Regions from separate parts of the Anas platyrhynchos genome. Here region 1 is linked to region 2. A link is a contact called in public Hi-C data. All regions are on one chromosome and are shown on one strand. The core of a region is the stretch at or near the end of the contact, and the rest is flanking DNA. Distances in the headings are between cores, read along the strand shown. Region 1 overlaps CMSS1 (cms1 ribosomal small subunit homolog). Region 2 overlaps CMSS1 (cms1 ribosomal small subunit homolog).

Region 1 (5,651 bases), core at 2,641-5,140, 140 kb before region 2:
CGTTTTTTCTTTGCTTTGTGGTCCTTGAAAGATTTTACCTCTAGGTGGCAGCAAAGTTTGTGGGTTTTGTGATGCATCGCTGTTTTCACTAGAACTGAACTAAAACTTATGATTAAATGCTGAATTAAAAAAAATAGCGTGCATTTTTAAGATAATCTTGGATTTTATCACTCAGATTGTAAGCATGCAAGGGAAAAAACTCTAAACCAACAGAACTCATTTTACTTAAATTCTCAAAGAAACTGCAAAGGAAAAAGGGGTGAGTGTTGGAGGGGTAATTGTGTTACTGCTGTATGACTATCCTTGAGCACTGACTTGAGTTTTCCTTCTGGCTATGTGGCGTTTTTTGGTAGATGAGGCACAGTACTGAGAATAAAATATTTGGATGTACTATTTCTGGAGGTGCTACTATCTGCTATGAATTCAGAAAATACATAGAATGTGTCTGTCTCAGATTCCTAACCATAAAAAGAATTGAACTACCCATTATTTGCAAAAACATATTGCAATGAATAGATGAAAAGTATTAATATATAGTCTTGCATGCTTGAGTGCGATTGTGTTGCGCTAAGTCAGTGTCAGTGTTGTCTCTTCTGTTTTTTTTTTTTTTTTTTTTTTTTTTAGAAGTGCTCCTTTCTAGAGATTCAATATGGTACAAAGCACTTGGAGGATTCTACCTGTATTTGGTTGAGTTGTGTTGTTAGTTCTTGAAAAAAGTATTTGTAGGCTGAGATTTTTATAGATCTTGTGCATTTAACTGGTTTCCAGACTCTGAAGTCCTCTGAAAACAGTAGGAAAATGGTGAAAATACCCCTGTGCTCTGGCCTTTGGTTCGTGCCAGTTTCTAGTTCATTAAAAGCATCGTTTACAGTGTGGCCTTCAGAGCAGTCAGATTTCATTTCAACCAAAAGTTTTAGATGATTCAAAGTGATGCTCTGTTTTACGGTCATCGCTGACAGCACCGAATGCATCTAAATTATTACTGCTTAGTGCTCAATGTTGCATGGGAACTGATCACTTTGTCAGGGTTTGCTTATAGTCCTAATACCTAAGTTGGTGCAATTCCTGGCATCTGTGTTGGTTTTTAGGAAGACCTATGTGGCTAAAAAAACTAAAATAAATATTGGTGGTGTTTTCAATTTGATCTTTCACTATTATCTGTTTGTGGGAAGTCTATCCTCAAATCTCTTCAACCCCTTCTACCAATTCACTTCTCCCTTCAAGATGAATGAATGGTTTTCAGTCTACCTGATTCTTTTTTTGCCACCCACTTGTTTCCTGAATTTGCCAGCTCTGTTCATCATTGGTGTTAAGTTAAAGCTCCTTGAGTTCTCATCTGTAAGCCCTTTTTTTGCTGTCTTTCTAAGTGGCAGAAAGATGTTTATCTTTCAAAAACCAAGCTGAACTGCCGTTTGTGCTCTGGAGAGGCCTTTTTAATTCCCATCGGTGCTCTCAAAGCACTCCTAGAAACTAAATGTTTCCCAGGAGCTACCTAGCTGGGATTTTAGCAGTTGTGTGGTTTTCCTTTATGTAATGTGTGTAAACAACAGTTAGGTAAGTATAGGCAAATGATAACAACAACAAAAGCGACAAAAAAAAAACATGCTTTTGAAATGAGCAGGTTATGCAGCATGTCTGTCAAAGTAACAGTGTCATATTAGTTTTAGGTGTTAGATTCAGAAAATACCAAAGTTTTTGTCAGTAATGTTTAGAGTTGTAGAACTAAGTAGTTACAGCAATGTTCAAAGAATCAATAAAAATTCAATTTCAAAAGGATCTTTTAACTTCTTCAGTTTTAAATTGACTTCCGAAGAAGATTTAATCACTTAGAGTAGGAACGGGCAGGAGAAATGGCAGTGAGAACTTGTATGTAGCGTGTGTGTTTGTTACTCCATGGTGAATGGCATCAGGTACTTCAGAGACTGGGACAAAGGCTTCGTGGGTGACCGCTGTCATATTCCATGCGCAAGACTGAAAATGCCCTTTCTTAATTTCAGGAAGTCAGCTGTAAAGCTCTAAAATAATACCGGGATTTATATTCTGTACACGCTTTTCCCCAAGGGCTCAGAGGTAGCTTCTCTGTTACTTATGTGGGCCATCAGGTATTCTGCCACAAGGCAGTGCTTGCTGTCTGGGGAGCGGGCTAAGGCAGGTGTGTGTGCGGGCATCAAGGAGGGAAAATTCATGCTCTTTGTGTAGTTCTAATGCCTTTGGTCCTAATCTTATTTTTCTCTAAAAGTGTGATGCATGCTTTGCCTCCTGTTTGAAATTTATCTGTTTAAATAGAGGCGAACAGTTCTTCTGTAGGCTTTCTTATTTTTCTGGTGTTGTTGTAGAACTTGATCTAGGAGAAATAACTTTAGATTGGGTTCCTTCTCACTCCTTAAATTTCTTTGTTTTTTTGAGTGGTAGAGAGAATCATTTGCAACGTAAGTGAAACTGGCCAGAGGGTGGTGCTGAAGATCCTCTACAAAGAAATCCAAATGTGTACAAAGTGCTTGTTGCCAGACTGTAGTTTGTTCCTAGATAACTGAATGTGGTTGGACTGAAAGCCAGGTCTGCAAGTGAGGATGAGTTACGATTAGGTGGCAAAGCTAAATATTCCCTTTGGTGTCCAAACAAGATGGTTTTCAGCCGGGACTGTTCAGTTGCACAGAGCATTTGAGTATTTCCTTGTCTTTCACTAGGATCTGGCATCTGTCTTCTGGGAATCCAGAGGGGAAATTCTCAGTTGCTCTGTGCTTCCTTTTATGCGACCGGTTTGTGTATGTGACTGTATTCAGATGTGTGAGCAGGATAAGTAAACCTTACACTTACTGATCTTGTTAAGGCCTTAGGCAGGGAATTGTCTGGCTCGGGGCACTGCGTTTTCAGAAATGTACACACTGTTATAAATAGCTGTGCAGAGGGAAAATAATTAGTAATCTGTACAGTGGTAGTACTCATCGAGCTATTAGGTGGGAAAACAATTGGGCTTGTTTAATCTGGAGAAAATAAAACTGGAGAAAGATATGTTAACTGTCTTCTAACATGTGAAAGGCCACTGCAGAGAAAATAGTTCTCCAAATCCAGTGTAGGGATAGGAAACAAACTGGATTTCAATTTCATCAAGGGAAATTTAGTTTCGAAATTTGCAAGATTTTTAACGGCAAGAATGTTTCATCCCTGTTACAGATACTTGGGGTAACAGGGAAACTGTTATCATTGCAGTAGTTTTAGAGCAGGGTAAAACAGGGGAAGAGTTCTTCAGACCAAATTACAAAAAGAAAAAGGGACCTCAGGATGTTTTTCAGCCTTTCTAAGCTCAGTTTTCTGCCATTTCTACTATTTTTTTATATCAGTCCTATCACAGAACTCACAATTTCAATATAAACTACTTGACAGAGAAATCTCTATTAAAATCAGAAATAATTTCCATACATTTGACATGATTTGTGCTCATGTGTCCAAATGTGCCACTGCGATGTTATTCAGCTGAACACCAAGTTCAAATCTACTTTAAGGTAGGGAAAGGAAACAGGGTTGGGCAGGGTTGGAGGCAGACTCGGCATTTCTAATTACTGAAATTCTGTCACAGGCCTTGCTTTTCTTAGGACATGTCTTCACGGGGAAATATAATCCCTGAACATAAGGTAGGTGAAAGGCTTATCGTTAATAGATAATTGACAAGTTGCAGGGGAAGGTGAGGTGGTCAAGAGTCAACTCGTGTAGGATAAAGACTGCCCTGGGACTGATCGATCAGCACTAGAAGGCAGCTTGCTGTTCTGAAATGGACAGTGCCTGTTGCTCTTCTCTTTGCCCCTTGAGAACAGAAGGCACCATATTAGGCACTGTCTCCAAGAAGAAATAGCACATGGCCTTTTGGAAGACTGAGCACTCTGCAGTATTGATTCTGCCCAGGAGAGGGCAGTGCCGACACGGAGATGTTTCTGCTGGTGCTTAAAAAATTAAGTGTATTTGTACAAGACATTATTTTACAAATATGTGTGAGGTCATCAGTTCTCTCTGCTTAGATCTGTGCTGCCATTTGTGGAGTAAGTCTTGACAGTGGGTCGTATTCTGCACAGACTGGGCAGCTAAGGATAGATGTGTTGATGCATTTCTAAGTATCCACCTTTTCAGGATGTGTGAAAATATACTCATACCTACAGACACCTCTGGATGTGAAGGCACACTCATGCTCTGCATGGAGGAGGTAAAAGAGCCCTATGCTTTTACCATCAGGGCCTTTTTTCTGTCTGGGAGCAGGCTATTTGCACCTGTGGAGGTCCCATTTAAAGGTGTGTTATTCAGAGTCCTACTTTTAAATATAAATATAAAAATTATATAATTGATAAATACATATAATTTATATGTATAACTGTATTAATTACACATATATAAAAATACTCAACTTTTGTCCTTCCTAGGTTGGGGTTTCTGCAGGATAAAAGCATCACCAATAATGGCTTGAGTATGAGACACTCAAGGATAGGAAGTTGGGGATTTTTGTCATGACTCGAAGTGCCTTGCTCTGCCTTCACATGAGTTAATTAGCTTCTTCCCTGTCTTTTTTTTTTTTTTTTTCCTCTCAGCTGTAAAGTGAGTCATTTCTTGTTAAAGCCCCCAAAGGTTTTTAGTGGGACTGTTCTGTTGAGTGCTTGCACATTTGGAGTGCTTTGTGATGCACAGACAGGCCAGATTGCATCTCTTCAGAGCACAGTGGTAGCACCTCAGGAGATGAGACCAGGGCTTTGGCAGCAACTTCATTATAAAGAGCATTTGTCCCTCGTTGCTTGCCCCTTCAGTTGTGCTGATGTAGCTGTTTGTAAAGCTGTGCTGTGAAATTAATCCCGTTTTATCTTTCGGTTTGTTCATTTCCAATCCAAGTTAGTTTCTCAACCTGCTTCGCAGTGCCCCTGAACAGCAGTGACAGCATAACTGAGCGGGCGGTATCCTGTGGTAGGGGTACGAGTGGGGAAGGAGCTGCTTTTGGCTATCCCTGTGTGAAGGGCCCAGGGAGTGGAGAGTTGCTGATGAAAATAGGTCGTTCCTGCTGTACTCAGAATCTGCTTCCCAAGATTATTTTTGCTTAGTATTCTGGGGAGAATCACATGCAATTGGCAGCTCTGATATTTGAGGCCTACTGGATGGCCACAGAAGGATGGAGCACTGGGTGATGTGTTAGCAGACAGCATTTGGCTACATCTTGGGCCCACTGACTGCAGGTTTGTGAAAAAAAGTCCCTTATTCATAAATTTTTAAGGTCAGTCTTTTCCCTGAGCAATTTCCCACTTACAGTACTTGGTGTTAATTTTAAAATGCCTTTATACACCCACTCATGCTGAGCCTGAACCGTAAGATCTTTTTCTCTTCTGTTTCTTGGTTACATAATGTTTTGGTAGTCTTTGCTTAAGCCTGGAGATTAGGCAGTTGTCAGTTTTTGTTTTGCATGTCTCAGGATCTGTTTCCTAGGGACAAAGTCCCTAGGAAAATCGTTACTCCATTTCCATCACCTAACCCTGCAGCATCCTTTCAATCTTAATCAGAAAGTATTGTATAATTCTGTTTCTGATTATTTTTCCTCAGTGTGGGAATCATGCCTTTTTAAGCCTTGCGTGAGATGCTTACGTAGAGATCTTTTCCCTTACAGCCTTGCATTCTGTCCCCAG
Region 2 (5,710 bases), core at 311-2,810:
GCCTTGGAAATGGGGAATGCCTACTGTGAAAACTGTCTGGCCTGGAAGATCTAGGATAGAAGTTCACATGTCAAATAGACATTTCTCCTCCTTTTTCCTTGCTCAGAGCAGCAATTTGAGAGTCCACAGTGAAGTCCACACACGCAACCATGTACATACTGTAACAAGTATGTAGAGGTAAGCTGCTGTAATGAGAAAAAAGAAACTTGCACGCTCCATAATGGAGAACATGCACCCACATGATACTAGCTCCTTATTTTTTCCGGTCAGTATTTGTGGGCTGCAGTAACTATGTTATATGTCTGTTCTTGTTTGCATCCATGGGAGATAATGAGATTGTACAGCAGATATATTGACAGAAGGTGTTTTGTTGTAGTGGTTTTTAAATTCTTTTGCCTTTCTTCTGTTCTCCATGCAGTCCACTTAAATTATCTGTGTGGTTTTATTCTTGTTGTTTGTTTGTTTGTTTTTGTTTTGTTTGGGGGGGAGGGGAAGGCACATCTGTAAAGAATCCCTAAAAAATAAGGAGTTCTTTGTTGTATTCCCAGATCAATTTTGTTCCCTCAAAACATCTGCCTGCATCCACCCATACATGTCATCTTATTCTTTGTCCCTAATCTGTCTTTGATATCTCCAGGCATCCAAGAGACTGGCCTTTAATCTTTCTTGAGCTCTTGAGAGTTACTCAACAGTTGTGCAAAGCTTTTTTCTTTCTCCTTCTGTGAAGATAGCACAAAGCTAGGAGTGCGTAACGCGTCAGGCTTTTTGCTTTTGCCAGGGGCTGTGACTTGATGGGTTTGAAGATGGAGAGAGATGTTCCTCGCTGCATTCAGCCTAAGAGTCCTTTGCTCCTTCAGGCCTTTCAGGATTCTTGTTGCCCCACAGGGACTTTCTTCCCCAGCTCTCTTCACCCTCTATTGTATGGTGAGGTAGATGTTGTGAAATATACAGGGCCAAAATGGACAGTAGCCCAGAGAGATAGTAGAAAGAAAAAGACCTAACACATTGTCTGATTTTCCTGCTTCTTGGTCAGGGGCCATTATGGATCTAACAGCTGATGATAACTGAACAGTTACCCCTCTGTTCCGGTTCTTCACTGATTGTTTCTAGAGAGATTCCAGACTAACCACCTCTGGCTTCATTTCAAGATCATAATCTCAGCACTTGTGCTTACACAAAGGTAGGGTCCTCAACTTCATTCCGTGGCTTGATGTTCTCTTTCCCTGGAAATTAAGCAGTGTCAAACTGAATGTTTGCATCAGTGCTTTCTTTTCCAAGACGCACGGTTTGGTTTTAAAGAGAAATGCTTGCCACTGGGGCAGACAATGTGCTAGGTTTAAGTTCACTTCAGAAAACTTTTTTCTTGGAGTGGCTCATGTAACTTGTTAACACACAAGAAATTATTAAGCTTTCACTTCCTCCACTCCCATTTCCTGTTTGGATGTTGAAAGGAAGCCTTAATTGCTAATTTGTGATTAGCCAGCAGCCCAGAGTGAACTTAATCCTGTGGGTTTGCACGGTACTTGCCCGTGCACATACTGCCTCTCTCCAGAGCAGGCTGCCGGGTCTCACGTTTCACGGTGGGAGCTGTAAACAACCTGCTCTTCTTCCTGTGATTTCACCGCTTGTGTTCTGCTAGCAGAGGTAGTGCCAGCACTGGAAGAGACGTGAAAACATTGGATGCTGCGAGAGAGTCAGGAGTTTCTTCAGTCTTGCTTGCCCAGGAGATGGCACTGTGCAATAGTGGGATTTTTACCTACGGTGGTGGTGGTAGCGTGACAGGATCGTGGTGGCTTGAGGTGTGACAAATGAGTGAGATTCTGGACTCAGTAAGGGCAGAATGACCTCTCTTAGGTCACAGCACTCTTTTCTGTGGAAAATGTATTGTACTCTGTGTGCTGTAGGTAGGTTGGGTTTAAATCTGCTTTGCCACCCCCATGCTAGGGAACTGACCTTCATGTGTACTCTAATGTAATCAGGACCAAAGCTGGGTTGGCAGGTGAAGTTAAATTTGCCACAAGTTAAGCTATAATACCTTTAGAGCAGCTTTACCTCCAAGGTTTTGTGCGTTTTTTTTGTGTCCTCCCTTGACACTTCCCATCCCTACTGACAGTAGAGCACAAGCAAGAAGTATGCACAATGTAGTATTTGCCTGAAAATTACAAGGTTTTTGGGATCCCCTCTAGGATCCTTCTTTCTCTCCTGGTTTTGGTATGCTCCTGTTGGCATACCAATTGGTTTGGTTTAGTGCTGGTAAATAAAACCGAGGGAACTTTTTAAAATAATCTATGGCCCCACCTGCAAATGCCTGAACTACCTTGTGCTGCCAAATGCAGGCCAATGTGGTTGAGATAAATCAAGAAAATCTGGTTTGTCTTCCTTTTTGTAATGTTCATAAGCTTGAGACCATTTCCATTTCTCCCTCCAGTAACAGCCTGAGATTGGGAGCGTGTACAAAACCTGAGGGGGCTTCTGGTCTTGGAAGGGACATGCTGCTTTATAAAATCTAAGGAAAGCTGTTTCACCTTCCAGTTTTAATTCTGAAAAAGGTAAAAAAGGGTAATACTTTCTTACCACACAGAGGTGTTACAAATGTGTTCATAATCTACTTGAAAGCTAGAAATACTATGTGAATGCTAAATATTTTTGTTACTACTAATTGAATCTTAAGTGGCCTATACATCTGCAACAAAGGCTTCTTAGCAAACACATGCCCTTTGAAATAGCCTGACCCCTTCCACTTTTTCAGAGACATTAATAGTTTCCTGGCTCAGCATTTTAGGAAATGTCGTCATAGTCTGGAGGAACCAATAAAAACATAAGTCACCTATTTTGTCTGATCATTTTATGCCAGGATATTTGAGGCTGGAAGCTGTGGAGGGGTAGGAGGGGACTCATTTATGTGGGTGGAAGATGTAAAAGTTTTAATACCGTTTTAGTATAACTTTGCATACTGAGCTTCTAGAGTTGTGTGAGAACTAGTGCTTATGGAGTTCACAGGAAGGGGCTCAAGATAGCTTTAGCAACTAGTTAGCTAGTTTATTCCCTTCCTAAACCATATTGCTTCAGCTCCTGATGAAAGGAATGACGTGAGCATTTTGCTGGTTTCAGGCTTGCATTGTCCTTTAATAGAGGCAAGAGAGCACTCAAAAAAAAAATAAATAAGAGGGAAAAAAAAAAGGCAGTGCCTTAAAACAAATGTTGGTTAAAAAAATGATGCAAAAATGACTAGTGGGACAATAGCTTATTGGGTATGGTCAATGCAGCCTGTTTCCCACTAGTAGAAAATTCAATTACTTACATTAAGGGCTTACTATATAAAAATCACAGTGCAAAGTATTGTAACATGACATTATGAAAAACAAGCCATGATTGTCTGTCACAGGCATGCAGTGACGCTGTGCTCCTTTATGAATGCCAGGGCTTACAATGGGCCGAACCCCACCACCCTTACATGGCTCTGATTCTCTTCTTACTGAGGCAAAGCCTCCAGCAAGTGCCTCGTTGAGTCCTGGCCATAACCTCTTGAGAGCAGCCACGCACGGCAGCTTTTCCCCTGCTGTGCTGTCTCCCCCTGCAAGTTTCCAACCACCCCTCAGAGGAGTGATCTGTGTTGTTCCTGACTTGAACTTGGTTTCATGGACCCAGAAAAGATGACCAGTCCCCATTGATACTCCACCTCTTCCCAAGGTATCCTCCAGAGATAACCAAAGTTTTGGGAGACTGCATGCTGTATTTTCTCTTCTGTGTTCCATGGGCATTGGAGACCAGTTTAGTGTTTGTTGGTAATCTAGAGTAACTGAAGGATAACGCTTACTTCATCCTCCGCAGCTATCTTTTTGGAAAAGAGCTGCAGCACTGAGAGAGACAACCACCACTGTTCAAGCTGCACCATGATGTCGTATGCAGACTCTCCCCTCCTTACTCAGCCCCCTGACTAGAAAAAGTAAAGAGAGAGTCTCTTCACCTTGTGCCATAGCCTCAAACAGAGCTGGTGTGCAGGTGTCATTCACTAGGAATTCAAATTGTGTTTAGGCTTCAGTTCATGCACTGCAGACCCACGTTCAAAAATCCTTAAGGATTTCTGAAAGATGCAAAAAGAAGGCATGGTTCCTGAGTTACCTTCAGATCAGAGCCCAGCCTGAAGGGGAGATTGCTACTGATCTACTGCTTTTATGGTTTATGAATCAAACAAGGTGTTACCGCAAGAGCTACATGTATATGGGAGGCCAACACCCCACAATGAAGTCTGATGTTAACTCTCACCAGATGTCTGTCCCATGTGTTTTTTGGAGGCTTTTTTCTCGTCCTCTCAATTTGATGTGCCAAATACTGGGTCTTACTTTTTCTCCCACCCAAGCAGAGTGTGAGTGAATCAGCCCAGTGCTGGAGGTGCTGTAGCCTGCTGCTTTCCACTCACAGTGGCCACTTGGAGATGTTGCATTTAGATAGCAACAGTAGCTCACACTTTCTGCTTGGCCAGAAGATGGTGATTATCCTTTTCTTCGTCCTATGTGTGTTTTGTCAGGTCAGGCCTAGATTTTTCCCTTCGTACTTGGCTGTGCAATACCCCTGTCATATACTGTCATGCACTGGAGCTGTTCCTGTGTGCATGGGAGTCCCCTGGGTGGCAGGATCCCTGAGTACTGCATGACACCAGGGTTGTTGCTCAGCCCTAGAGCACCATGCTCTGTCTCCAGAGCCTTTAAATGTCTTGGGACAGCCAAGCTGAGGCACATTTCTTTCCCAGAGTAACACCACTGTGTCCTGAAGAATCACAGGCATTGAGCAGGAGGCATAGGTGAAGGGAAGTACAACATTGCTCTTGTTGCTTATCCCAACAACAAATTCAGCGAGAAGTGCCTGTGGCAGGTGTTCCTAACAACTATCCTGGGGCTCCTGAGGTTGCCAGACTCCCTCTCCTATTGCAGCCTGCCATGCTCTGATTTCATCTCAGTTAAGTGGGTGTAGGCCTCAGGGAAGCAGAGAATTTTGGCTTTTTCTCTCATCCCTGCTCCTTGATTGTCAGGGTCTGGGAAAGGAAGAGCTCTGCTCACTTACATAGTTCACTCATTTGCAGCAGGGAGCTTTCTGATTTGTACTGACATGCAATTAAACTGCCATGAGCTGTGCAGGTACCTGCGCTTTCAAAATAAGTATCTCATTCTTTCATCCAACAGAAGAAATGTGACCTAAACAAGAAATAGATTTGAAACAGCATCTATCATTTTTACTTTCCAACTTGACCTCTGTTCCCCTCAGGGTTTTGCTGATAGCCAGATTTTATTTTTTTTTTCATGTACTGTAGATATTTAAGAAATAAATAATTTTTAAAACAACAGTGAAACTCTCCCAAACTAAAATTATTCAATCCCACCCAAAGAGATTAGTGAAACTGAAACTGGAGAGCAGACGAAGGCCAACTATTCCTTACACTGTATTCATATTCTGGTGTGTTAACATACGATTTGGCGATAGCAGCCATGTGAAAATGAATCTGCCCCTTCTGTTAGGCTGAATACCCTGTGGTCTCTGTGTTTACAGCAGATGTGAGGACGAGGCCTTGTCTTCAGATGTGTCTGTGCAAGGCCCAGAACACTTCTGGCTCTACGTAAGTAGTAATAATAATGAGGCCAGAACCTCTCTGCCAGCTAGTGAAATGAAAATGCTGTACTTCACAGCTATGTCATTGGAGAATTATATTTCATTA

What was found. A called contact is a pair of places that touch in the nucleus more often than the background predicts.
Region 1: a contact with region 2 is called in a Hi-C map of subcutaneous adipose tissue, with 2.0 times the contacts expected there. The contact joins two enhancer-like sites. A contact is called at or near these places in 4 of 8 Hi-C or Micro-C datasets (F1 follicle, liver, skeletal muscle and 1 more).

What each region holds. Positions count from the first base shown.
Region 1 is chr1:89,346,175-89,351,825 of IASCAAS_PekinDuck_T2T, reverse strand. All of the region lies in intron 1 of CMSS1 (cms1 ribosomal small subunit homolog), which reads left to right. All of the region lies in intron 14 of TOMM70 (translocase of outer mitochondrial membrane 70), which reads left to right. The region is part of intron 4 of FILIP1L (filamin A interacting protein 1 like); the gene reads right to left. Among named protein-coding and RNA genes, the nearest start is that of TBC1D23, 10 kb to the left of the region's middle. Within about 2 kb of position 3,890, at least 2 of the 8 cell types and tissues checked have an H3K27ac peak or open chromatin away from gene starts, as enhancers often do. A contact at or near this core is called in subcutaneous adipose tissue, where this site is marked.
Region 2 is chr1:89,200,166-89,205,875 of IASCAAS_PekinDuck_T2T, reverse strand. The region is part of intron 2 of CMSS1 (cms1 ribosomal small subunit homolog); the gene reads left to right. All of the region lies in intron 15 of TOMM70 (translocase of outer mitochondrial membrane 70), which reads left to right. Among named protein-coding and RNA genes, the nearest start is that of FILIP1L, 73 kb to the left of the region's middle. Within about 2 kb of position 1,560, at least 2 of the 8 cell types and tissues checked have an H3K27ac peak or open chromatin away from gene starts, as enhancers often do. A contact at or near this core is called in subcutaneous adipose tissue, where this site is marked.